Regions from separate parts of the Mus musculus genome. Here regions 2, 3, 4, 5, 6 and 7 are each linked to region 1. Evidence: chromatin contacts called from public Hi-C, Micro-C and promoter capture Hi-C data. All regions are on one chromosome and are shown on one strand. Each heading gives the region's core, a stretch centred on a gene start, on an enhancer-like site or on the middle of the called end of the contact. The rest is flanking DNA. Distances are from core to core; before and after follow the strand shown.

Region 1 (3,367 bases), core at 566-3,065:
CCGCGAGAAAACCAGAACCTCACAGAGCACGCCCAAGCCAAACCTCCAAAGTGCTGTGTGGCAGGGTGAAGGGGAAAACTCTGCAGCCTGATCGGATCCGGAGGAAGAAGAAGATATTTTGGCAGGAGGGAAGTCCTTCAAAGGGATCGTTGGAGGTGACGTCCTTGGTGGGCCTCTGTGGGTGCTGCAGGCCATTTTCGATGTGGCAGCCCCCGTCAGCCAGGATAATGATGAGGCAGGTACAATCTATCTAGTATGCAGCCCCCGACTCTCCATCCTCTCTGGCCTCCTTTCGCCCCGCAGCTTCTCTCAGCCTTAACCGGTGGGTGCAATTCTGGCACTCCTGGGTGTGGACCAAACCTATGCATCTCCAAGGAATTTCCAGGTTTTGAACCTGGAACCTTGCTAAAGTACATTGCGAGTTGCTTATCAGACTTTATTAGGAGGCAAGGAAGAGGTGGACTATCAAATCGCCTCTCCTGCTGTGTGTGAGTCAAATGTCCTGACAGGAGGCAACTTGGAGAGTGGCAGAGGTGGGGGCGGGGGGAGGGGGCACTTGGACTTGAGTTCCACCTTGCAAGAATGGGGGAGGGAATGAAGGAGCAATGGTGTACTACTTTCTGGTTCTCCGGTTCCCCTTACCACTAGGATTCCCCCCTCCCCCTTCATTTCTCTTGGACCGCAGTTGAGCAAAATCTAGATGCTCTGACCACTGTAAAATCTGAGAGAATCAGCTCGGATCAAGTGTGTGTGTGTGTGGGGGGGGAATCTAATGAATAGCTAAAATAATCTACAAATAAGACCCTTGCCTCCACCCTGAGATCTTTTCCTCGAATGAATCTAGCGGTTGTGCAAGAGAGCGTCGCTACTTTCGGGGAGTCAGGAAGGGGTGCCTTGCTTGCCCTTTCTTCTGGGCAAATTGTTTTTGTACAAAGCGGCGAGTGCTGGGCAAATGCTCAGCTCCAGGGTCGGCTCCTACCTTGAAAGAAAGGGGTGGAGAAGTTAGGGAGTGTGTAGAACGTGGGGCTTTGGCTCATACCTCTCCTTTTCTTTCACGCACACTCTGCGCACACGCAAACCACCCCTTCCTCGGTTGCTTAGCACTCCCACCCTCACCGTACCTCAGCAACTTAACCTCCCTAGACAGCTTGAACTAACTGTGCCTTGTGAGCTGCCCCCAGGACTGAGGAGTTCGAGGGCAGGCAAGCAACTGTTCATGCGCAGATTCCTGTTGTTGTGAGGGCCTGGGGGGGCTGGGGGGGGGCTTAATAGGGGGTGGAGAGAGATCCAAAGACAGAAGGGTCTGAGGTTTGGAGACAGAGTTTAAGGTTGAGGTTCAAGCTTTCCTGAGCCAAGGGGCAAGAAAGGCCTTCATCTGCCTAGTTAGAAAGAAAGAAAGAAAGAAAGAAAGAAAGAAAGAAAGAAAGGAAGGAAGCCTTAAAAGAAAAAGTTCAAGAATAAGACAGATCGAAGATATTTACGTGTAAAATATAATGATAAATCAAACGTTTTTTGTTGGCTCCTTCTCCCCATCTCTAAAAGGGAAGGTCAAAAGAGGGGATAATGAAGAGTAGGCTATTTTGAGAGGGCTTATTTGTTGTTTGTTCGTTCGTTTGTTTTCCTTTGAAGTGGACTAGGAGAAATGACTAGGTCTTCCCATTGGTCTCGAGAGCAAACTCCAAAATGCCAGGGAGCGGGCCTGCAAGTCACTGCGGGCGGGGCTAGGGGGCTTGGCGCGGAAGGGGTTAAGGCGCTGAGCGCGGAGCCATCTGGCCGGGTTGGCTGGTTATAACCGCTCAGATTATGTTCACGGGACTCAGAGTTGAAGGCTCCTCTCCTTACCCAGCAGCTCCGCGCACCGCCCCGCGAGATAGCCCGGCGCAACTTTCTTCCCTCTTTCTTTCTTCCCCTCGTTTTTTCCCACCGCTGGGTAGTGGCTGCGGCAGGGGTGGGCGAGACTGAATGACCGAACTCGAGTCCACCTTTCTCTTCATGTCGACGTCCCTGGAAATAGTCACACGGATGCCATGGTTACTTCTGCCACGGTAAGGGGACGTGGCGGGCACGTTGGGTGGGCAGGTCCCGGAGGGGGTGGGGGAATCGCGTGGGGGAGATTTTCTTGGGGATCCGCGTGGGGGGCCCCAATTCTGCACCCAGCCCCACCCCCATCGCGCAACACGCTAACTTTTCGGTTCTTGTGCCTTCCCCAAAGTTTGAGCTCGAATCTGCCCAGGCCTAGGCGCAATTACCACCACCCTCCTTCCACATGCATGCACACTTGTGCGCGCGTGGATATGGCTCTCCTCCTCCTCCTCCTCCTCCTCCTCCTCCTCTTTTCTCTAGTCCCCTGGCTGCTCAAGAAACCGCCCTCAGTCTGGGAAAGTGATCAGGTTTAACAAACCTGCATTGGGAAGGGAAGGAGGTGGAGGCGAGGGAAAATGGGGACCACGAAAAGGCAAGAAAGGGATTCTGGACATCACCATCCTACTCCACCTCATGCATACACACCTCCGACCCTCCTATCTGGTTCCCCCAGAAGACTCCCGCGCATCCTATAATAAAAGCGGGTAGCAGACAAAAATGGGGCTTGGAAGAGACCAGGATCCCGGCTTGTGCCCTGCACCCCGCTGGCCACCGGGCAACGTTCATCAGCTCCAACACACAGCCCGGCAGGGCGTGGGCTGGGGGAGGGGCTGCAAAGCTCAGGACCCGCACCGTCACTTCTCAGGTTGGGGGGAGTTGGGACTTAAGCCCAACAGTGCGTATCTGCGTTGTTGTCCCACATAAAGCTTTTTCTCTGAGAGGGTCCCTAGCTCTGGGCTACTCTGGCCAGCGCCAACCCAATGGCTTCCCACCCTGGGTCTTCGCGCAGATGTTGGAGCTAGCGCTCAGCCTGTGGGTCTGGGACCCGGCCATGGAACGGTGGGTACCGGGGTGGGGCCATCGGTAGGGATTTGGTGCCAGTTTCTCGGAGTCCTTTTTAGGGTTCCCACCCCCGCCCCAAGAGGTAGTATGGGAAGGGTCCAGAACATCAGAGACCCTCAGAGTTAGGTCGGAGTTAAAAGAACACATAGCAAACTGGACTGTTTCCTGCTGCCACCAAGGCGCTCTGCACAGTGGTGGATACTTCTAATGAAATTTGGCACTCTTGAAGGTGTGGAATGGGAGGGCTGGGGAGGACTTTTTTCCTTGTCGCTTTCGGGAGTGAGTGGGTGTGCATCCAAGAGGCGCTACTGCTTTGCGCAATTTTGGCGTTCTTCCGCGGCGTTCAGATGCACCTTCCTGGGACTCCAGCACCGAATGGTGTGGACACAGTTGATTAGAGAGGTCGCAGGCGGGAACTGGAATCGAGGCTCCCGTATTCCAG
Region 2 (3,380 bases), core at 313-2,812, 820 kb after region 1:
CTGATCATTGTAGACATTTTGGAAATAAAAGAAACAAAAAGCGGGGGAGTCACATCACATGCCTGCGTTCATGAGGGTAAGGGTGCTGGGCTGAGCCCTAAATCCAGGTGATCTACCCCTAAAGAGAAAAGAATTAAGTGGGTGGGGGAGTTGGAGAACAGCCAGAGGGGCAGCCTTGACAAGTCTCCCAGGAGAGACTGGGAGACAGGACAGGACCAGGAGAAGGGAGGTGACACCCAGGCAGGGTTCTAGGACCACTGCTTTAGAATGGTGTGTAGAGAAAGGGAAGGGAATAGACACAAAGGAGCCACCCCCACCCCCCCACCCCACCCCCGCAAGGAGGCTCTGGAGACTGACCAGAAGAGAATGAGGAGTGAAAGGGGAGGGAGAAAAAGGCAGGTCTCAGGGATAACGCTGGGCCAGGGAGAGGCAGGACCCAGAGAACACTGCGCCGATGGTACAGCCCACCCAGACAGCCAGGGAGCCCCCAGGATCTACACAGAATAATTATGGACACACAGAAATCAAGAGAACATGAACACTAGGCCGAGGCCAGAGAAAAGTACATTTTCCAGTGACGAAAACAAGCTGCTACCAACTTCCCCAATTGGAACTGTGGAATTGGAAACCGTGAGACTGACTTTTGGGTCTGTGGGGAGGGAGCAGGAGGATACATGGCCTAGATAAAGAGGTATTAGCTACTTAAGGAGGGTCACGCCAGGAGGGACCTCTTGTCTGGAAGCAGAAATGGAGGCGGCAGAAGGTCAGAGGCTGTCTCAGGGAGAAGTCTGGGACCGGAAGGCTGCCCAGCTTTGTCCAGTTTCGGGTCCACTCCCAAGCACGCTTTCCCAAACTCGTCCCGCCAAAGCGGTTCTCCTAGCACCCAGTCTTCCAACACCCTGCCCCACGCTGTTCAACCTCGGCCAGAGAAAGAAGGCTTCTCCGTCTAACTCCACTGGCCGAGCAGCTGGCCTGACCACAGCCCAACACGGGCCAGGACCTTGACTGTCAGGGGCCCAGGCTTGCCAGCTTGGCTTGCCAGATTCTCTCCCTCTCAGATTTCTCCCTTCCACATCTCAGGGCAGCCCCAGGTGAGGCACAGCAAACCTGGCGTCAAACTAAAGCACAGAAGCCCCTGCCCCCATCTCTACCCCTAGTACAAGCCCACTCCTGCCCGGCGCCTCGCTAGCAACCCACCCTCCCCTCCAGTCTCCCATCTCACCAGTGACAGCAGCAGGCCAGGCACGGTGGGGAGACCCATGTCCGGCCGGCAGTGGCCTCTCACTCCCCCATTGGGGCTGGGGACAGGGCAGCAATTGACAACGCTCGTGAATGAAGTAAGATGATCGGACCAGGTGGCCCGGGCGATGGCAGCCTGGGCCTCGAGTTCGAGAAGCTGAAAGTCAGAGGCAGATAGAGATCAGGGTACGGTCCTCCAGGACCTCGCACCCAGTAGGCCCGATCATGAGCCAGAGTTCGGAAAACTCGGAGAAAATTTAAGCTGAGGGGAGAGAGAAGGTAGGAGGGGAAGGGAGAGTGGCGGGGGTGGTGTTGCAAGAGCGGGACCGGAAGAGCCTGGGGAGAGGCGAGGGAGGAGGAGGGAGGGAACTAGGAGGAGTGAGGAGAGGGCCAAGGTTCTTTAACGCTTTGTAGCCCGGGTCCCGTAGCTTGGCGCCCCAAACCCACTTAACACCACTTAAGAGCTTGAGAGTCCACAGAATTCCAGTTCGGACTCCTTTGCTTTTGAAGTGGGTGAGCTTAGACCGGTGGACTAACCCCTCTAAGCCTGTTGTCAATTTCACGGAAGGAAGCCAGCCCACCTATCTCACGGGACGGCAGGCGGGAGTTATTAGGGGGAGGGCAATATCTGATGCTCGCCCGCCGAGAACTCCTTTGCTTCGCGCTCTCCCTCCCTCTGAGTTCCCTCTAATCGCACTTTCTTGGACGTTTACCCAGTCAGCCCAAACCGGGAGGGAAATCAAATGTTCTTTTCTACCCTGCCTGGGTCCTGACCCAAGGTCACTCCCACTGACTCTCATCTGTGTCTTCCAGACAAGTCCCTCAGCTGCCCACCATGGCTCGGTCACCAACGGTGGGGCACGGGTGAGGGGGTGTCAGGCAGCACCCTCTCCTAAGCCTTGGTTGTCTCCCCAGTTGTTAATTTGGAGTGAAAAGTGCCTGCCCTGACATAGCAAAGAGAAGCCATGAGAATTCAGGCTTCTGTAAAGGGCTCCCAGGGCCCCCTTTCCAACCTGTGTGAAATAGGGTTTCATTTAGCCCAAGCCGGCTGGCCTCAAACTCACTGTCTAGCTGAGGCTGGCCTTGTACTTCTCATCCTCCCACCTCCTACCTGCTGAGACTACAGGTGTGCACCACCACACCCAGCTCTAGATATCCTGATGCATCCGTTGGGACTGACCTCAAAGATAGTTATACCACAGTCTGTAGCTTTAGGGGTGAGGAAAAAGCCACGGGACTCTGCACACTGGGAGGCTGATCTCGGAGAATCAGGATGCCAGCCGAGCTCCTACTGCAAGGCCCACAGTTCTCTCTGTCCTTTTGAGTAAGACCTTACCTTCTGATAGCATCCCTTACTAGGGATGGCTGCCTCCTGCCATCCCCATTTGGGCAGGTCTTCAGTGCAATGGAACCCTGTAACACCCGGACACTATTCACTCGAGTGCCCTTGAGACTCAATGACCTTCTTTATGCATGCCAGTTCAACCAACCTGCGGTCCTTTAAAAGCAGCTGAGACTTTGAGACTTGGAGGGAAAACCCAGGAATAGGGGCATAGGGCTTGGGGACTTGGAACCAGAGCTCCTGGCCCTTCTCCCTGTGAGCTACCCTGACTTCCAACCTCCAGTATCCTAACCCTGCTGTCTCCTCTCCTCTGTGACCCTGAAGGCAGAGCGGAAGACCAGCTGGAGGTGTCCCTGCTGCTGGAAGCTCACCCCCCTCTATCAGACTGGCCAGTTTTCAATGGGAGCAAGCCAGGAAAAAGAAATGGTGTGTGTGGGTATGTGGTCGGGGGTGGAGGTGGGGCTTCCCCAGCATAGATGAGGCCTTAAGTTTATCCCCAGCACACACACACACACACACACACACACACATACACACACACACACACAAATAGACACAAAACACACTAGCACATTTCTCAAGGCTAGTTTGGTGGTAAGATTCATATTAATATTAGAAGTGTTTGCCACATGTTAAGAATCCTACAATATCAATAATTTGAAAATAATAATTAACAACTCTTCAAGGTCCCATGCTTAATATTACAAGGAACTTTTAATGGTCTATCTGTGCAAACTGCCAAAGCCATTATTACTTAGAAGTTGGAACAAAAGGGGACTTTCCTTCAGGGCTTAGGATA
Region 3 (3,266 bases), core at 420-2,919, 990 kb before region 1:
TCCCTCCGCCCTTCCCGGGCTTCCTTTTGATGTAGCGGAGAAGGCTTCCTACTTTAAAAAAAAAAAGTAATCTGCCCGGTAACAATCAGCGCGCAGTAGCAGGAGCCCCAGAGCTATTGGCTATGCAAATAGAGGGAGGGGAGACGGCGCCCCAAACTCATACTCACCCTTTTAAAGTGATATCCCCTCCCCCCGCCCACCCCTTCCGCCCCACCCTCGTTTAAAGGGGCTGGCCCAGGGCTGGAGTTAATCGCTTGCACCTCGGCTTTATTGCCTCCCCTCCCGGGCCTTTCCGAGAGCCCACGGGTGGTGCTCCCACAGCGTGCCACCCCCTCCCCCCCCCAGCCTCAGCCTCCGCTAGCCTTAAGCGTCCCTGATCATCCCCCCTTCTTAAGGAAGGAGGGACTCAGTGCCCCCCCCCGTGTGCCCAGAGAGGTGCAACCCACGCCATGCTATCTGCACGTGCCAGCGTGGCCACCATGCGGGGGCCAGTGGTTCCTCGCCCCTTCCTCCCTCCTTTAATATAGTTAAAGGCAGGGTGGGAGCAGGAAGGAGGTGAGGAAACGCCAACGTGTCCCCCTCTACCAACAGCCTTGACCACAGGATGCTTTAGAGCACATGTCAGAGCCGACCCCAAAATCCTGGCGGAAGGATGAGGCGCGAGACCCCACGGGGTCGGGGATTGAGGGGTGCAGGACTCAGGAGCCCCCGGGGAAAGGAAGGGTGGCCTTGCTGGCGCAGGGAGAGCCAAACCTAAACCCTCCCTCTCCCCCTCCCTGGCCCCTCCCGAGCCATTTCCTAGAAAGCTGTATCAATGTGGCCACGCTCCGCGCAGACACCTAGGGCGGCTTGTCAGCAGATGCAGGGGCGAGGAAGCGGGTTTTTCCTGCGTGGCCGAGGCCCGCGGAGGAACCGCTGCTAGCCCTGCCCCCGGTCTGGGGCCGCTCTGAGAGGCTGGCCGCGTTGCCCAATGGCGCCCCCAAGAACAGAAAGGTTTCTGCAGGAGGGTCATATTCTACTAGGCTTAAGAAGCACCCCTTTCTCCAACATCCACCCCTTCCTCCTCTTCCTCTCCACGCACGTGGCTCGGGGCGGACAACAGCTTGAAAGTTATCAGGAGTCTAAGCTTGAGGGGCATAACCTTTATCCCTGGTTTGGCGAGGTTGCAATTTTCTCAAATAAGCCTTTCCTTGTTCCTCATTTAGGGGTCTACTTCTAAGTTATCTGAACTCATCCACATGGTAAATCTATCTACCTGAATCTTGAATAATGGGCTGTTTTTCTGATCACATTGCAAGCCTCCGAAGTTAGAGAGCACACACGTACACACCCTTTATGCCCCCATGGTATGCCTACAGAATGTCAGAAAGGATAATCAATAGGAATCCATGGGGTTTGTGGGTTCCCCTATCCGAGGCCCCTAGCATGCGGGGCTGGATGGGGAGAGGGCCTCGGAGAAGTAGGGAGAGGGGTTGGGGGTGGGGAGCGGGGATCGTGTTTGAAGTTTGGTCAGGCCAGCTGCTGTGCTCCTTAATAACAAGAGGGAAGGGGGGGGGGAGAGGGAGGGAAAGATTGAAAGGAGGGGAGGGACGCTAGAGGAGGGGAGGAAAGGGGGAGGAGGAACCTGAGAGGGGGAGGAGATCTAACTGCCCTTCCAGCTTGCGTCACTGCCTGAGCGAGAGAGGAGAGCGAGCTGAGGAGAGCCGGGCAGTTCGGAGGGAAGGACCGGTGCGAGTCAGGCGGCCCTTGAGGCTCCGCTCGCCCACCTTCCACTCTTCTCTCTCTCTCTCCCTCTCTCTCTTTGCCATTTCTTTCCTCTCCCAAATCTCCCATTCAGCCAAAGGAAGGAGGTAAGGGAAGCACTCCCCGACCCCCCCGCACCTCCAAAAAATAATAATAATAAAAAAAATTTACAGTCGGGACCGAGTGGTGGCCGGCTGGCTATGGAGCTGCTGTGCTGCGAGGTGGACCCGGTCCGCAGGGCCGTGCCGGACCGCAACCTGCTGGAAGACCGCGTTCTGCAGAACCTGTTGACCATCGAGGAGCGCTACCTCCCGCAGTGTTCCTATTTCAAGTGCGTGCAGAAGGACATCCAACCGTACATGCGCAGGATGGTGGCCACCTGGATGCTAGAGGTAGGTGTGCGGGCGACGCTCTCAGGGAGAGGCAAGCCCAGCCGCTCCATCCCTACCTCCAACACGCAGAGATCCTAAAAACTGCGGGAGAACTACCCCTGCGCTGGCCTCCCCCGCTCGTGCGCGAGGTAGCCCCGCACCCTTGGGCGAGACGCTAATTCTGTCCCTTGCTAGATTAACTAGTGGAGGAAAACTTGGGTGAGTGAGGATGTCCTCCCCCCCCCGGGGGGTTGGCATCCCGCGCGTGTGCCTGCATGTGGCTTCCTCGTCTTCCCATCTCCATTTCTGACCTGTGGTGTGGAAGCAACCCCGGCTGCCTTCAGTGAGGCCCCAGAGGGTGTTGCGACCTAACAATCCATACCAACATATAAAGAGCCCCCCCCCGCCCCCGACTCTCAGGGTTGGGGCAAACCGTCTGAGCCTTAGGACTCCGCGTTGGCACTTTGGCAGGAGGTGGGGGTGGGGGAGAAACAGGGAATTCAGGAGAGCCCCGGAAGTCATACTGAAAAAAACGTGCGTTTAGGGCAATCTGAAAGAACCGCTGCTTTAGCCTTGCTTGCAATCTTTGCCGAGAGAGCAGGGTGCCCACGTATGCACAGCTCTGGACCTGCCGTGGTTTCGCCATGTTGCTTTGCAAACTCCATTTACAAGGACTGGCAACATTCGCCGGCGCCCCCACCCCCTCTCAGCACCCCATGATCCTGGGCACCCTCTTTCTGATCGTGCCCTCTTCCCCAGCCCTCGGTTCACCAAGGTTACTTACAGTTTGGCTGCTTCTTGAGCGCGCAGATTTGGGTGGGGTAGGAAGCGGGGGAGGAGGTGTGTAGAGCAGGCTAGGGGGCACCCCCAAATGAGAGGTCAGAGTCCCGCATGCCTCCTGGAGGGGGGTTCCCTGGTTTCGTCTCACCCAACCCCCAGCAGGCACAGCCTTCCTAGCTACTGCCCTTGTGGGCCGCAGCCGAACACTCCGCAAGTTTCCCCCACTGAGATCTAGAGCCCCTGGGGTGGAGATACCGACCTTACGGACACCCGAAACCTCTTTTCCAGGGAGCCTGGGACCTCTCTGGGGTTTTCAGGCCCACAGAGCGTTTCTAGGATTTTCCCTCGATTTTTAATAATTTTTTGAAACTG
Region 4 (3,406 bases), core at 843-3,342, 850 kb after region 1:
AGACTACAGAGGGAGTTCCAGGTTAGCCAGAGCTACACAGAGAAACCTTGTCTTGGGGGGAGAATGATGTGAAAAAAAAAGACAGGTCACAAGTGAAAGCTAAGTAAGACAACATGGAGGCTCCTAATTCTCTCTCTCTCTCTCTCTCTCTCTCTCTCTTTCTCTCTCTCTGAATAGTACATGTGAATTTTCCCTAATAAAACATTAAAAAAAAAAAAAAGAAATAGTGAAATGTATCTAGGGCCGCTCCCCACCCACCCGTTCCTTTATGCTGTTAAGAGATCCAAGTGAGTCAAGCCCCTGCCCCAACTCCCTGAGCCCAGAAGGAAGAGAAATCAGAGGTCTGCTATTCAGTATCTCTACCACTGCCAGGGAACCTGGGACAATTGAGACAGACAGGTACCAGCAGAGTGGAGCTGCTGGGCCAGCACCCAGGGAGGGGACAGCACAGAGTGACTATCAAGAGCCCAGGCAGCAGTTAAGAGCATCAACTGCTCTTCTGAAGGTCCTGAGTTCAATTCCCAGCAACCACGTGGTGGCTCATAACCACCACTAAGGAGATCTGACTCCCTCTTCTGGAGTGTCTGATGATAGCTACAGTGTACTTACATATAATAATAAATAAATCTTTTTTTTAAAAAAAGTATACACTTAAAAAAAAAAAGCCCAGGCAAGTTCCCCCCCACCCCGCCCCGCTCTGTTCCCCCCTCTCCCCAGGTCTTCTCTAAAACTCAATCCCTTGCCAGCATTTCGAGGCTCCACCGAAAGCCTGTCTGGATATCTGATCCACCATGGAAAAGGTCAGTTCTCAGGTGAGCTATTGCAAGAGAAGGCTTTCCCTCATTCCAAATGAGAGTCCAACCCCACCCCCCACCCCCGAGTCACAAGGGAGGCAGGACAGATGTTGCCATGGGCTGGGATCTGAAAATCAGATCTGGACTGCAGTTAAGTTCTTCCAGAGTGGCTAAGCGGTGTGGACAGCCTTCATTTACACAACGAATATGTACCTGGCCAGTGGCATAAGCCAGATCATGCTAGACTCCGTGAGCCTAGACTAAATAGCCAAACCAGGCCACGGGCCAGCCAATAGCCTAGTAAGGAGCACAGGGCAGACATTAGGGTTCCTTGGGGGCTCCATGGCTGTTTTCTTAATAGAAATTTAGAGGGGTGTGTGTGTGAAGGGGGCTGGGGGGGGGGGTTGGGAATCAGTAGACGTGGGAAAAAGGGGTGTCACATACTTCCAGCAGCTCTGGGCTATTAATGGCAGGAAGAAAAGGCCCACCAGGCTTAACGATCTTGGAACCCTGTGCACCGCTGCCTGGCACCCTGGGCAGGTCTTCTCTAGAAAGTAAGGTACCTACACTGGCTGGGCTCTCAGGTCCCTCGGTTTAAGAGAGTTATAGGCTTATGTGCACACACGCTGGAACTAGGCTACCCAGCCCCAGCCCAGAAGCCCCCACTCACCAGGACCTGGGTTTACACACGCCCACCCTTCCGTGAGAGAGGTCCCAGAGGAGAGGACAGATTCAGGGCCAGCTGAACTCTCTCCAGTGTCTTGTGGTGTGCGCCCTGGTGTGTGGCGTGGGTGGGCTTGTTACTGTGGAAGCTTCTTTTTAAAAAGTCACAGAGTGGAGCAGGCCCTCAGTCTCTGCCAAGTGGGATGCCTGGCCAGACGCTGGCTGCATCTGCTAACCACCTCTGGGTATCCTGGCTGGGTGCACTGTCAATCCCTGGCGCCTCCTCTTTGCAAATCTGACACCCAGCTGTCCACAGCTCTCTGCCTCAACGTCCACGGCAGGTCAACCAAGTCAGCTCTGCCTCGGGCTCTCGGAGGTGGGCCTGACTGATGGCTAGCCACTGTCTCTGCTGCCCCCCTTTCGGCCAGCAAGCGATCCTAATCCGCAATCCCCTCTGAGAGCCAGGCTTCCGAAGAAAGGTGGAGGCCGGGTTCCGGGCCTGCAGCTCTCACGTGCTTTCCCGGCCACCCCCTCCCGCCCTGCGTCGAGGCGGCCAAGCCTGTTCCTCTTCCCCCCCCCCGTCGCGATTGCGACAGGCCGGCCTCTGCTCCCAGGGCTCCCTGCCCCCGCCCCCGGCCGGCTCGCTCCACTCCCACTTCCTGAGCCCGGCGCTGGAGCCCTGGAGGCCAGGCCCGGCCGCTCCCGGCCCCCGGGGGCACGTCGGCCCAGCCGCCAGGCTTGGGAAGTCGTGGCCAACGCTGCTCAGGACGTCCGGGCTTCCCACCTTCCTCCTAGGACTCCACCCGGTCTGGTCAGCCGAGCCGAAAGGCCGCCATGCGCCTGCCCCGGGCCTCCTCTCCCTGCGGCCTGGCCTGGGGGCCACTCCTGCTGGGACTCAGCGGGCTTCTGGTGGCCTCTCAGCCCCAGCTGGTGAGGGAGGGGCTAGGTGGGATGGACCAGGTTTCTCTCTAGCCCTTCTGCCCTCCAGAGCTGACCCTGCCTCATTCTTCTCTTTCTCCGCCTCCTCTGGAAGGTGCCCCCTTATCGCATAGAAAACCAGACTTGCTGGGACCAGGACAAGGAATACTACGAGCCCATGCACGACGTCTGCTGCTCCCGCTGTCCCCCAGGTGAGAACAGTGGCTCCAAGTGGCTTGGGTGGTAGAGGTGAGCCAGAATGAGCCAGCACTGCTAAAACTAGCCAGGAAGGAGAGTCTACGAAGCATTAGCATTGTCCCACGGACACTGAGATTTGAAGAGGTAGCGGCATGTAGCCATGAAGACAGGATGGGGACAAAGAGACCAAGGAGAGGCTCCGAGGCATGCAGCAAGCAGAGGCAGCGGACGCAGAGATGGACTTCTTGTCTCCTGATAACCCTCTTTCCCCATTCGCCTCATAGGCGAGTTTGTCTTTGCGGTATGCAGCCGCAGCCAAGACACGGTTTGCAAGACTTGCCCCCATAATTCCTATAATGAACACTGGAACCATCTCTCCACCTGCCAGCTGTGCCGCCCCTGTGACATTGGTAAGTGGGGACTCATCTGGATCTGCATGATGGGTACGACTGGGAGGGCCAGCTCCTCTCTGACTCTTCCCTCTCCCTGACAGTGCTGGGCTTTGAGGAGGTTGCCCCTTGCACCAGCGATCGGAAAGCCGAGTGCCGCTGTCAGCCGGGGATGTCCTGTGTGTATCTGGACAATGAGTGTGTGCACTGTGAGGAGGAGCGGCTTGTACTCTGCCAGCCTGGCACAGAAGCCGAGGTCACAGGTCAGAGGTCACTGAGGGCAGCCAGTAAAGGGAGGCTGGGCATCAAGGGCAAGGAACGTGATACTGTGCGCATGGTGCTTCTCCCCACTGGTACTGTGAGTGTGGTACCTCTGCCCACTGGGAGAACCATAAAGAATCTATCAGTCCTTGAAAAAGGCTCACAGGAGGGGGTCTGCCAAGA
Region 5 (3,731 bases), core at 287-2,786, 880 kb after region 1:
GAGACTGTAACTGTCTTCCCCCACTGTACTCTAATGAAGTGAAAAGTCTGCAGCTGGTGGCAAGCACAATAAACCATGAGCCAGGTGCTTCTCTTCAACCAAACCTCCCTTTCCTCCTGGGATCCCAGAGGAGACAGAATCCTAACAAAGCCAGCAGGCTGTCTCATGCCATTGCTCATTTGCAGGTATCGAGGTTGCCTTCTATATGCTGAATCTGGCATACATGAAGGAATATATTCATTCACGGGATATGGATATAAATTTCCTGGGTTTCAAATGCCTAGCGACCAAATCAGATCCCCAACAATAAGACTGCATCAAGAAGATTCTGTTCCAAAAAATGTTTATTGCAGAATTTTTTTAAAAAAAAATCATGTTTGATTCTAGTTATAAAACAAGTCATAAATGTATGCACGCCAGGATGAAAGACAGCTGAAATGTGTTTCTCTAGAGACATGCGTGGTTGTTGGTGTTCTATTTTATTGCTGCCTTTCCCACATGTTCTACTCTGAATGTGTTAATCTCATAATCAGAAAAAAATGTTTCTTGTAAACACAGCACTGGGGATTAGAGTTGTAGCTGGGTTTGGTAGAGTGCTGGCTAAGCATCTCTGAAGCCATGAGTGTGTCCCCAGCTTGTGATGCAGATCCGCAGTCCCAGGACTCAGAGGGTGGAGATTAGAGGGTCAGAAGGATCAAATCCATTCTTGATTACAGGGGAAATCAAGACCAGGGTGGGATACATGAGACTCTGCCCAAACAAACAAACAAACAAAAACACCATGGCACAGCCTACAATTCATTATGTGCAGTTCGATATCCTGAGGAAAGATAGGTATGTTGACTAATTTATGTTTCCTCCAAATTGCAGATTGAAGGTCTGGTTGCCACCAGGCATGGCACACATCTATAGCCCCAGCTCTGAGGTAGCCTGAGACAGAGTTTCAACTTCTGCCAGCCCGGGCTACAAGCTTTGGAGGCCAGCCAGGGCTGCATACCCAAATCCTTTCAAAACCTTCTCCGAGTAAATAATGTCGGAATAGGCAACTGCTCACACAGACTTCCAAAACAGCTCTGGGTCCCAACGCAAGACTTGGCAGATGGTCTCTGGAGAAGCACGACCTGGTGGCCTCCAAAGCGAGGGAGGCTGAACAGCTTTTCTGCCCCAAGTGAGGTAAGGCTGTGTGAGGTGAGGCGAAAGGAGGAAAGGCGAGGACAGAGGTACGGATAGTGTGCAGGGCTGCTAGGGCATCCCTCCATCGCCGATGCGCAGATAACATACGCAGATAAGCAAGACCTGAGCGCCCCACTTGTTCCATGCTAAGTTGGATGTCGGGGACGCGCAGACACACCTCCCCCCACCCCCCATTTTCAGATGCTCCTCAATGCTTGTCCCCCTCCAGCCACTCCAGAGCCTTCCCGCCAAAGCCACATCCAATCAGAAAGTGCCAGCACTGCAACTTGAGCCACATCCAATCATTAGTGGGATGTGGAGCCTAAGGCCGCCCCTAAGGCGCTCTGGGCCAATGAGCCCCGGCCTGGACTCCACATCCGTCCTGGACTGTTGAGCGCGCAGACCAGAGGCGGTTGAGGACCAGTGGTGAGGAACGGCCGAGGCGGCGTCTGAGCGGGTCTCCGGAGTTCAGCATGGTGAGAGCGGCCGGGGTGGTGGGAGCAGTCCCAGGCCGGGGTGGTTGGCCTCGGGGCCTCTGGGGGGGTCGGCCCCACGGGAGGTTGACCTCCGTCTCCTCTGAGGCTAGGGCTTCCTCGCAACCCCAGCTCCTGTGAGGGTGGGCGTTGGCAGAGCAGCCCAGGAGCCCGCAGTCTCCTCTAGACTCCTCACCATGCAAGTGCGTGTGAATGAGATGCTCGGCTTCTTAGCACCTGTGAAGCTCCAGGATGCTGGGATGCAGTTCCAGCCCGGAGTCCCAGCCCCGCGGAGGCTGATGAAAGAGGCGCAAGAGTTCGCGGCCAGCCTCAGTCTCGTGGGCCTCCAGCCTTAAGAAAAAAAGCAACAAAAGAAGGTGGCAGATAGGTTTCTGGAGAGGGAACTTTTGTTTTGTTTACTGGTACCAGTGGCCTTGAGTGCGAGAACCAGTGATGGCTTGGGTTCCAGAAGATCCTAGAAGCCACCAGGCTTTCTGGTCTAATGTTCGTCCACCTAGGAAAGTGAAAGTTACTGAGTCCAAAGAGCCTGTGCTCGGGTCTCGAGCTTACTATGATTGGGAAATGCCGTAGAGCCCCTGGTAGGCCTGCCCTCTCTGCCTCCACTCCGTCAAGATCACAGGCCACCAGCTCCACCAAGCTTGCCAAAGAACTTTTATATAAGTTTTGTGGCTACTGCTGTTTTTCTTATTTCATGGTTTATAAGTGGGATCCATTGTTGGTATTAGAAAGTACATTTGAGGTGTGTGCTGGCGCATGCCACAGTCCCAAGCAGGACATTTGGATTTCAAGATTAGTCTGAGTACATTTGAAGCTAGCATGGACTACAAAAACTTGTCCTAAGGGAAGAATAAAATAAGGCTGAGAACCTAATTTATTAGATTTTTTTTTCTTTGAAATCGCTGTGCATGTATGTCTCTGCAAAGTATGTGCTCCTGAGTGCAGTTTCCCAGAGAGGCCAGAAGAGGGTGTGGAAGACCCAGGAGCTGGAGTCAGGCCGTGGCGAGCCTGATAACTGAGCCCTGATCCTCTGCAAGACAGCTCTCCTACCCACCACACAAACTCTCCGGCCCCAGGCAGAGGACTTCTTAGATACTTGTGTTCACATACGATCTGGGTCTAAACAGCCAGAACTTGTCTTTGTTTCTCTGATGGGCTCTCGTCATCTGAGCTGGCCTCAAACGCCTCTTATTACCTCAGCTCCTCATTGAGCTGGCTACTGTCATGGACCCCCCCACACCGAGCTTGATCGTTTTTTTTTTTTTTTCTTTAAAACTTTTTTCTTGTTGCAGGGGCAGTGTCGTCCCATTACTTTGTTCTCAGGGCACAGTCCTTGATAGGCATGGGATTTGGCAACAGGCTCTATCTAGTTTGCTTTCTGTTGCTGCGATAAAACACTGACCAAATCAACTCCAGGCAGGATGTATTTGACTGCCGTTAGGAACCTGACCAGGAACTGAAGGAGACCATGGAGGAATCCGCAAACCGGCTTACTCAGCCGGCTTTCTTAACTAGCCCAGGCCTTACACTGCCCTCTGTGGGTTGGGCCCACCCACGTGGGTCATTAATCAAGAAAATACCCACAGACATTCTTGTTCCCTCTCCCCACGTGACCAGAACTAATTAGCACGATGTTTTTGCATACACTTTTTTCAAATTAACCCTCAGAAACTTAAGTTACCTGCAGATTCAGTAGAATCTTACTATTTGCCTCAAAAAAAAAAAAAATCTGCTTCATTGAAGAATCTTAGTGATTTTTTTTTCTTTTGGGGGGTTCTGTTTACTTCTGAGACATAGAAACCTTGCTGAGCCTTAAGAACGAGATAAGGAAAAAACGAGATAAGGGACTATATTTGCTTTATTTTTTATTGCATTCATTGGCATGAGTGGCTGCCAGTGGAGATCAGAAGACAGTGGCAGGAGTTGAGTCCCTGAAATAGGTATTTATAATTGCTGGGTTGGGTAGAAAAAAATGTATAATTTATCCATGTAGGGCTCTAAGTTGGGTTTGGTGGCATACCATATGCCTATAACTCTGGCACTCTGTATGCTGAGGCAGAAAGATTG
Region 6 (3,667 bases), core at 937-3,436, 740 kb after region 1:
CTCAGTCTTTCTCAACCTTTCCTTCTCTTTTCTTCTTTTTCCTCCTTCCCCCTCCTCCTCTTCTACCCTTCCTCCTCCACCCCTCCTCATCTTGTCCTCCTCCTCCACCCCTCCTCATCTCCTCCTCCTCCTCCACCCCTCCTCATCTCCTCCTCCTCCTCCTCCACCCCTCCTCATCTCCTCCTCCTCCACCCCTCATCTCCTCCTCCACCCCTTCTCATCTCCTCCTCCTCCTCCACCCCTCCTCATCTCCTCCTCCTCCTCCACCCCTCCTCATCTCCTCCTCCTCCTCCTCCACCCCTCCTCATCTCCTCCTCCTCCTCCACCCCTCCTCATCTCCTCCTCCTCCACCCCTCCTCATCTCCTCCTCCACCCCTCCTCATCTCCTCCTCCACCCCTCCTCATCTCCTCCTCCTCCACCCCTCCTCATCTCCTCCTCCTCCACCCCTCTTCATCTCCTCCTCCTCCACCCCTCCTCATCTCCTCCTCCTCCACCCCTCCTCATCTCCTCCTCCTCCTCCACCCCTCCTCATCTCCTCCTCCTCCACCCCTCCTCATCTCCTCCTCCTCCACCCCTCCTCATCTCCTCCTCCTCCTCCACCCCTCCTCATCTCCTCCTCCTCCACCCCTCCTCATCTCCTCCTCCTCCACCCCTCCTCATCTCCTCCTCCTCCTCCACCCCTCCTCATCTCCTCCTCCTCCTCCTCCCCTTCCCCTCCCCCCTTCCCCCCCTCCAAACAAAGTCTCATGTATCCTGGGTGGACTTTCAGCTCAGCACATAGCTGAGAAGAGTCCTGAACTCCTGATGTTGTGGGGTATCCACCAGAGAAGACTGCCTGGGCATGGGTTTAAGCCAATAGAATCTTCATTAGCTGGCACATGGCTACACAGGCATTCAGGATCCCATAGTGTAGCCCCAAGTCTCTGTCGGGGTGAGCTTTTAAGCACACACACACACACACACACACACACACACACACACACACACACACTTGTCCTGGGTTGACACACTTCAGTTAGCAAGAACAGTTAGCCAGAAGCAGAACTACAGCCACCCAAAAGCCGGGTGAGCACATTTAGAGACGTTCCCATGACTATGGACTTTGATGGATTAGGTCTTTGTTTACGGTTTTGGCAGGTGATGCTGTCTACGTGCTGAGTGAATGGCTCTTCCAATATGGAGTCAGTTATGCTACAGTCTGGAGCCTGTTACACTGGCCCTCCTGATTCTACCACCCAATTGCTTGGTTTACAGACAGACATCACACCCACTCAAAAGTTACTCTCTGAGCTCAGACTTCCTCAGCTACCATATGGGAACAATAATAGTACGTATGCCCCAGTGTCCTGTGAAAACTGTCTGAGATAATTAATTCCTGTAGAGCCACTGGGACAACAGCTAGTTTACAGGAGGTGCCCTGTAAAGTACATGTGTATACATGCACAGAGATCTATATGATTCATGTATTTTAATTATAACTTTCTATCTAAAAGTATACATATATAATAATATGGACATTACTATATATATACAATGTTAGGTGTTCTGTGCTAGACATTACTTCCAAGTTCCTCTTGAGTGGGAGGCCGATAGCTCCTGGGCATCTGGGAGTTACCTCTTCCCAGGGATGGTGACTCATTGGGAGGCCCTCCCAGAATCAACCAAATCTTCCAATTTACCATCCACACTGGCTGAGCTAGTCTCAAGCCCTGTTCTAAATCTGTAGCTAGAAGCCAAGGGAAAGGGCTAGGGGCATGGGAGCGCGGGGGTGGGGGTGGGGGGGTGGGGGTGGGGGTGGGGTGTCTGTTCTTTCTGACTTTAAGCAGAGGGAGAACACTCTTGGGGATCCAGAGGAACTGGCCAGGCTCCATGGCTCCCCAAGTGGAGAATAGTGGCAAATTTTCCTCCGTGATGTCCCTCCTGCTGCCCAGTCCTAGCACATCCCATGCCAGCCCCGGGGCCCTGAAGCCCTGGAACTTGGGCAGGGAAGCAATCCCTGGCCCTGTGGAGAGAGGGGTCACACGCCCGCGGGAAGCCCACCACTCCAGAGGGCTGGCCATATTGCCCCCAGGCAGCAAGGAAGGCCTGAGCTCCTGCAGAGCTGCAGGTCCATACCAGAGGGTGACTCGGGCGGGAGCCCGCGGGCAGGGCGCGGCCGAGCGGGCAGCAGGACCCAATGGACGCCGGAAGCCTCGGAGGCTGACTCATCCTCCTGCCTCCGACAGTCACCGCAGCTTCCACGGCCACACAGAGCGCCCCAAAGGGGATGCGCCCCCTGGAGGCCACATCAGAAAGCGCAACCTGGGACCCTGGTTCCAAGTTAGATCTCTATTTAGATAAATTTGAGGTTCAAAGGAAGGAGGCAAGCACAAACACTTCCTTATCAGTTGGTTTTCATCTCTTTCGAGCCCTCTGTGGAGGCGTGACACCAAATATGAGCATGTGAGCACCTAGTAGGCTCACAATTCGGGCGCAAGTGGATTGCTGGCCTGGTCCCAACCTAATGCAGCCTAATTGTCACCCCTCAGACTCATTTCTCCTTTTGGTCTTAAGACAGCAGAGAATTCATTGACAAACCAGTGACACCCCCCCCCCCCAGCTGATGAAAATGGACAACGTTTACCCAATACCATTGTGCAGAGAGTTTGCATACGTTATTTAATGCCCTTAATCTCTAAAGGAAGTAGATATTATTACCCTGCCTGTTTTCAGGAACTAAATGAAGATTTAAGCGATGGCACTACCGCTATTTGTAGTTTGTTTCTTGGTTTATGGTGGATTTTTTTATGTTATTGTTGTTGTTATTTTTGAGACAGGGTTTCTCTGTGTGACAGCCCTGCTGAAATGGAACTTGCTTTGTAGACCAGGCTGGCCTTGAACTCACAGAGATCACAGTGCTGGGTAAAGGAGTGAGTCACCATGCCCAGTACACACTCAGTTGTGTAAGCAACACTTTCATTTAATTCCACAATAATGTGGAGTGTAGGGATCATTTCCCACGGACAGGTCAGCTAACAGGAAATGAAGGTTCGTTTCTCAAGGTCTTACAGCTCCAATTCTCAGATATAAATCCCTCATTTCTTTCCAACTCCGTGGTCCCCTCCATTCCATCCCACCTCGGCCCTCCCTTGAGGAATAAAAGTGACTCACTCAACCCCACCTGTAGGCTCCAGCAGCTATGAGTCACTAACCCACCCTTTGGGTAGCAGTGACATCCATAACAAACCTAAGCACCTCCCACTTCCCTAGCCCCACCCCCTCCACCCACCCCACTGGCCCCTAGGAAGCGAGAGGCTGGTGAGTGGTTTCTGGTTTCCCACACACTGTCTTTTCAGTGCCCAGGAGGGTGACTGTCTTGAGATTCAATGACCGGTTTGAGCTCCTGTACACGCAAGGAGCCCAGATGTCCTAAACAACCGTCGTAGGCATAGCGGGGAAACCTATGATCGCACCACCACAGAGTAGCCTGAGGCAGGATTGCAGATGCTAAAGCAGCATAAACTACACAGCAAAGAGCCTGGATTACTGAGCTTGCCTGCAGGAGAAAAGAGCTTCAAACCTGATGCGACCGCCCCATGCCGCATCTCTGGGGCGAGAGAGGACTTCAGGAAGGGGTCTGTTAGCGTTCTGTCTAAGCTCCGCCCCACAGTTACCTGTCAATAGCCA
Region 7 (3,664 bases), core at 123-2,622, 800 kb after region 1:
GTGTTGTGTGTGTATATGACGTATGCATATAACTGCATTGTTATATATGTGTATGTATTATGTCGTGGTGTATGCATATGACTGTGTGGGTGTATTATGTGTATGGTTTATGTATATGACTGTGTGTATACTATGTGTGTATATATTATGCATATGGCCGTGTGTGTATTATGTGTGGTGTATGCACACGATTGTGTGTGTGTGTATTATGTGTGTGGGTGTACGGACATGACTGTGTGGGTGTGTGCACTCAAGTGTGCGTGTGTGTAGAACTGAGCAGGTTGTTTGCTTGGCATTGTTAGGGTGAGAAGTAGAAGGGTGGATGCAGCAGAAGCTGAGTTCAGGAGGTGGTACCACAGGATCATGCCCGGCTCTAAGGGCCACGCAGGAACTTGAACTTTGACCTGTAGACAACGTGGAGCCAGTGGAGGCAGACTTAAGTGATACAAGTAGGAGCTTAAAAGAGAGAGAGACATCAGTAAAGCTACATCTGTTACTATCAGTTCAGAGGCTATAGAAAAACAGAGGCTGGGCTAGGGTGTAGCTCAGTGAGCGCGCGTGCTTAGCTTGCACGAGACCCTGGAGCTGACTGAGCCATGGTTCCACACAAACAAAGCAAAGCATCCAGAAACAGGGTCCCTCACAAATTTGGAGGCCACAAGTTCAAAATGCAGGATTGACAGAACTGAGCTTCCTGCCCAGGTTCTAGGGGGGCATCTGTGTTTCAGCTACCAATGGCTTCTGTGGCCCTTAACTTGGAGCAGCAACTCCTGGCCCCTCCCCCGCATCTCTGGCTTTCCCCTCTGTATGCTGGTGTCCAGATTCTCCTCCCTTTCTTATGAAGATGCCAGACGCCTGCTTTAGAATCCACATGGAATGTCTGAGGTCTTCACCTTAGGTCCTTTCACATCTTCAAAGACCCGGTTCCCAACTAAAGTCACATTTATGGTTTCTGGGGATTGGGTTTCGGACCCGGCTTTCTCCAGGCAAACCCACGGTGGGAGCAGAGTGGCAAAGAGCTGGAGATTTGCCTTAGACTCTTTGTCTTGCTTGTTGGCAGAGCCGAGGATCAAACCCAGCATCTTTGCTACCCTGGGAAAGTGCGTATCCCTGCACTCCACCCCAGCCCCAGGAAGGAATGTGCACACTTATTTACTTGTTTATTTATTTGTGGGTGGGCGCGTGTATGTGCATGGGCATCACCACACCTGTAAACTTTGCTTTTCCACACCAACCTCTCAAGTGTCTCCTCTTCCTTTGGCTCCCAGTCTTAGAACAAGCCTTCTGCCACATTCTCACTTGGAACTTCTGAGAACCAGTCAAACCTGCTTGTGTTCATATGCAAAATAACAGCCCCTGATAGGCTCTGCAGCGTGACAAATGGGGAGTCATTTCTCCTCTGTGATCAAATTTGCAGTGAGGTTCCCAGCCACTCAAAGCCTGAAACACTGCAACACACACACACACACACACACACACACACACACACACACACACACGCATGCACATGCTCACACAGGGTGAGAGTTTCTCTTAGTTTTTCTTCTGCCCAGAGCTCAGACTTTTTCTTCTTCCCCTTGCAGAAATGTTAGTGAGGCAGCTTCCTTGAGGTGGCTTATGCTTTAACAAAAAATGAGCTTGCGGGTGGGGGTGGGGAGACTTAGTGGCTGGGAGGAGGAAAAGGAACTGAGAACCCTCAGAGGAAGAGGCCAAAAGATGAAATTGGGGCCAATTAAACAAAAGCAAGACTTGAGAGCAGCCCAGAGCCTACGCTGTGCTCTTGGCAAGTTACTAGCCCTTCTAAGCCTGGCCCTCATCTGGGGAAGTACAGTGATAGCCCACAAGCCAGTGAGTGGCTTGGCCTGAGGCTCTGTGCGTCCTGGGAGCGCTACAAGTGTGGGTCATTGTGACACAAGGGGGTGAGCTAGTTGAACACTCCTATAATCCCAGCACACAGAAAGCTGAGGCAGAAGGATTGTGAGTTCAGGGCTAGCCTGGGCTATACAGCAAGTTCTGGATCTGAGCTGCATAGAAAGACCCAGTCTCAGAGAAACAAAGAAGAGAAAGGAGGAGGAAGAAAGGAGAAGAGAGAAGAGGAAAGAGAAGAGGAGAAGGAAGAGGAGGAGGAGGGGGAGGAGGGGGAGGAGGGGGAGGAAGAGGAAGAGGAGCCCTCCCTCCCTCCCACTCTAGCTTTCTTTCCATTACTCCTCACCTTGGCTCTCCTCACCTTGGCTCTCCTCCTGCTGTAGCAGAGAAGATCCCCCTGCTGTAGCTTTTGAGGCAGCTGGAAGCCCTGGGCTCAGCTGCTCAACATCTCCCCCCACCCCAGGGTGGGTTTCCCAAGCTCCTGCCTTTCTTGGGGAGGGACAAGGGCAAGCTTAGTGAAGCCAATACCAGCAGAGATTCTTTAAAGAAGTCCTCTGCTCATCCTTTCCCTCCACACTAACCCATCCTCAGCAGCCATCACAAAGTCAAACTTGGGGCATGGGGGGGGGGAGAGGGCAAAGGGCGTGGCTTCTCCTCACAGCAGGCTGTGCAGCCCACCACCCTTCTGCTCCTACCTTTCTCAACTTCACACTGAGCAGAAAGATGAAGCCCAGAGAAGAGAAAAGGGAGGAGACACAGGAACTGGCCCCCTAGTGCTAGTTTCCTGCTCTCAACCTCGGCTCTGGTTCAGTGACTGGGAAGCCAGGGAAAGGAGAGTTGGAACAACTGTCCACTTGATACCATTTTCCTATGCCTGCCCAACCCTCCTCCAACATGTCTGGTTCTGACCCAGCCGCCCTTGTGCTCCTACCAAAGCTTTGGAGAAGCCCAGGAAGCCCCAGGGCTGCTGGTTCACACTCTCCCAGCTTCTGAGAAAGGACAAACATGGAGCCATCAGCTAACCTGGCATCAGTCACAAGAGAGCGTTGTATGGGGTGAGGGAACACTTGAGGTCTCTGCTCTATGCCAGATGCAGCACCTTAGCTGCCACTGTGGTGGGGACGCCTAGGAAGGAGGTGAAAGACTCCAACCACAGCCACTCTTTCTTTTCCTTTTCTCTTCTCTTCTCTTCTCTTCTCTTCTCTTCTCTTCTCTTCTCTTCTCTTCTCTTCTCTTCTCTTCTCTTCTCTTCTCTTCTTCCCTTCCCTTCCCTTTCCCTTCCTTCCTTCCTTTCTTCCTTCCTTTCCTTCCTTCTTTCTTTCTTTTCTTCCTTTCCTTTTTTCTTTCTTTCTAACAGATTGGTTGATTATGTACACAGTGTTCTGCTCACATGTATGACTGTCCACCAGAAGAGGGCACCAAGATCTCATTATAGATGGTCACGGGCCACCATGTGGCTGCTGGGAATTGAATTTGGGACCTTTTGAAGGGCAGCCAGAGCTCTTAACCTCTGAGCCATCTCTCCAGCCCCTCCTTTTTCTTTTTGAGGTAGGATCTCACTGTATACATTCTGATGGGCCTGGAACTCTCTATGTAGACTGGGCTGGTCTCAAACTCAGAGATCCTCTTGACTCAAGTGGCTATGCCGTGATCCAAATGCTGGGATCAGCCTAGCCTTCAGCCATTTCTTTACCCTCTGGGAAGCTCTTTAGTGTTTCTTAGCCATACCTATGAATATTGCTGTCCATTCTGCCCATAGCAGCCACTTCTGTGTTCCTTCATGCCAAGCCTCCTCTTG

The links. Promoter capture Hi-C pulls out the DNA fragments that hold promoters and counts their contacts. Hi-C and Micro-C count contacts between places; a contact is called where the count stands out from the background.
Region 2: a promoter capture Hi-C map of hippocampal neurons shows a contact between it and region 1, with 3 times the contacts expected there. The contact joins the promoter of Tnfrsf1a here to the promoter of Ntf3 in region 1. A contact is called at or near these places in 6 of 39 promoter capture datasets (the 3T3-L1 cell line, cranial neural crest, embryonic stem cells and 3 more), 3 of 484 Hi-C or Micro-C datasets (all in embryonic stem cells), 2 of 115 datasets of contacts at active chromatin or transcription factors (both in embryonic stem cells) and 1 of 9 other capture datasets (embryonic stem cells).
Region 3: a contact with region 1 is called in a Micro-C map of embryonic stem cells, with 6 times the contacts expected there. The contact joins the promoter of Ccnd2 here to the promoter of Ntf3 in region 1. A contact is called at or near these places in 2 of 39 promoter capture datasets (both in embryonic stem cells), 3 of 484 Hi-C or Micro-C datasets (all in embryonic stem cells) and 3 of 115 datasets of contacts at active chromatin or transcription factors (all in embryonic stem cells).
Region 4: a promoter capture Hi-C map of stem cell-derived epiblast-like cells shows a contact between it and region 1, with 2.5 times the contacts expected there. The contact joins the promoter of Ltbr here to the promoter of Ntf3 in region 1. A contact is called at or near these places in 10 of 39 promoter capture datasets (the 3T3-L1 cell line, cranial neural crest, embryonic stem cells and 5 more) and 1 of 115 datasets of contacts at active chromatin or transcription factors (embryonic stem cells).
Region 5: a promoter capture Hi-C map of embryonic stem cells shows a contact between it and region 1, with 5 times the contacts expected there. The contact joins the promoter of Tuba3a here to the promoter of Ntf3 in region 1. A contact is called at or near these places in 5 of 39 promoter capture datasets (the 3T3-L1 cell line, embryonic stem cells, hippocampal neurons and 1 more), 3 of 484 Hi-C or Micro-C datasets (embryonic stem cells and palatal mesenchyme) and 1 of 9 other capture datasets (embryonic stem cells).
Region 6: a contact with region 1 is called in a Hi-C map of cortical neurons, with 5 times the contacts expected there. The contact joins the enhancer-like site here to the promoter of Ntf3 in region 1. A contact is called at or near these places in 4 of 39 promoter capture datasets (embryonic stem cells, hippocampal neurons, liver and 1 more), 15 of 484 Hi-C or Micro-C datasets (adipose-derived mesenchymal stem cells, cerebellum, cerebral cortex and 8 more) and 13 of 115 datasets of contacts at active chromatin or transcription factors (astrocytes, craniofacial prominence, embryonic basal ganglia and 8 more).
Region 7: a contact with region 1 is called in a promoter capture Hi-C map of embryonic stem cells, with 5 times the contacts expected there. The contact joins the enhancer-like site here to the promoter of Ntf3 in region 1. A contact is called at or near these places in 2 of 39 promoter capture datasets (both in embryonic stem cells), 2 of 484 Hi-C or Micro-C datasets (both in embryonic stem cells), 3 of 115 datasets of contacts at active chromatin or transcription factors (embryonic stem cells and forebrain) and 1 of 9 other capture datasets (embryonic stem cells).

What each region holds. Positions count from the first base shown.
Region 1 is chr6:126,163,408-126,166,774 of GRCm38.p6, reverse strand. It overlaps Ntf3 (neurotrophin 3), which reads left to right and starts at 1,815. Exons shown (of 2, transcript NM_001164035.1): 1 at 1,815-2,045. The coding sequence starts at 2,028.
Region 2 is chr6:125,347,905-125,351,284 of GRCm38.p6, reverse strand. It overlaps Tnfrsf1a (tumor necrosis factor receptor superfamily, member 1a), which reads right to left and starts at 1,562. Exons shown (of 10, transcript NM_011609.4): 1 at 1,223-1,562. The coding sequence starts at 1,261.
Region 3 is chr6:127,149,451-127,152,716 of GRCm38.p6, reverse strand. It overlaps Ccnd2 (cyclin D2), which reads left to right and starts at 1,669. Exons shown (of 5, transcript NM_009829.3): 1 at 1,669-2,135. The coding sequence starts at 1,944. It overlaps 9330179D12Rik (RIKEN cDNA 9330179D12 gene), which reads right to left. Exons shown (of 3, transcript NR_040274.1): 1 at 3,154-3,266.
Region 4 is chr6:125,312,571-125,315,976 of GRCm38.p6, reverse strand. Ltbr (lymphotoxin B receptor) reads left to right here and starts at 2,092. Exons shown (of 10, transcript NM_010736.4): 1 at 2,092-2,387; 2 at 2,491-2,587; 3 at 2,858-2,983; 4 at 3,067-3,225. The coding sequence starts at 2,292. It also overlaps a transcript of Scnn1a not described here.
Region 5 is chr6:125,283,886-125,287,616 of GRCm38.p6, reverse strand. It overlaps Tuba3a (tubulin, alpha 3A), which reads left to right and starts at 1,536. Exons shown (of 5, transcript NM_009446.3): 1 at 1,536-1,649. The coding sequence starts at 1,647.
Region 6 is chr6:125,425,115-125,428,781 of GRCm38.p6, reverse strand. No RefSeq gene overlaps it. Among named protein-coding and RNA genes, the nearest start is that of Gm32673, 4.0 kb to the left of the region's middle. Within about 2 kb of position 2,186, at least 357 of the 459 cell types and tissues checked have an H3K27ac peak or open chromatin away from gene starts, as enhancers often do. A contact at or near this core is called in adipose-derived mesenchymal stem cells, astrocytes, cerebellum and 18 more, where this site is marked.
Region 7 is chr6:125,365,964-125,369,627 of GRCm38.p6, reverse strand. The region is part of intron 14 of Plekhg6 (pleckstrin homology domain containing, family G (with RhoGef domain) member 6); the gene reads left to right. Among named protein-coding and RNA genes, the nearest start is that of Gm52918, 4.8 kb to the left of the region's middle. Within about 2 kb of position 1,372, at least 111 of the 459 cell types and tissues checked have an H3K27ac peak or open chromatin away from gene starts, as enhancers often do. A contact at or near this core is called in embryonic stem cells, where this site is marked.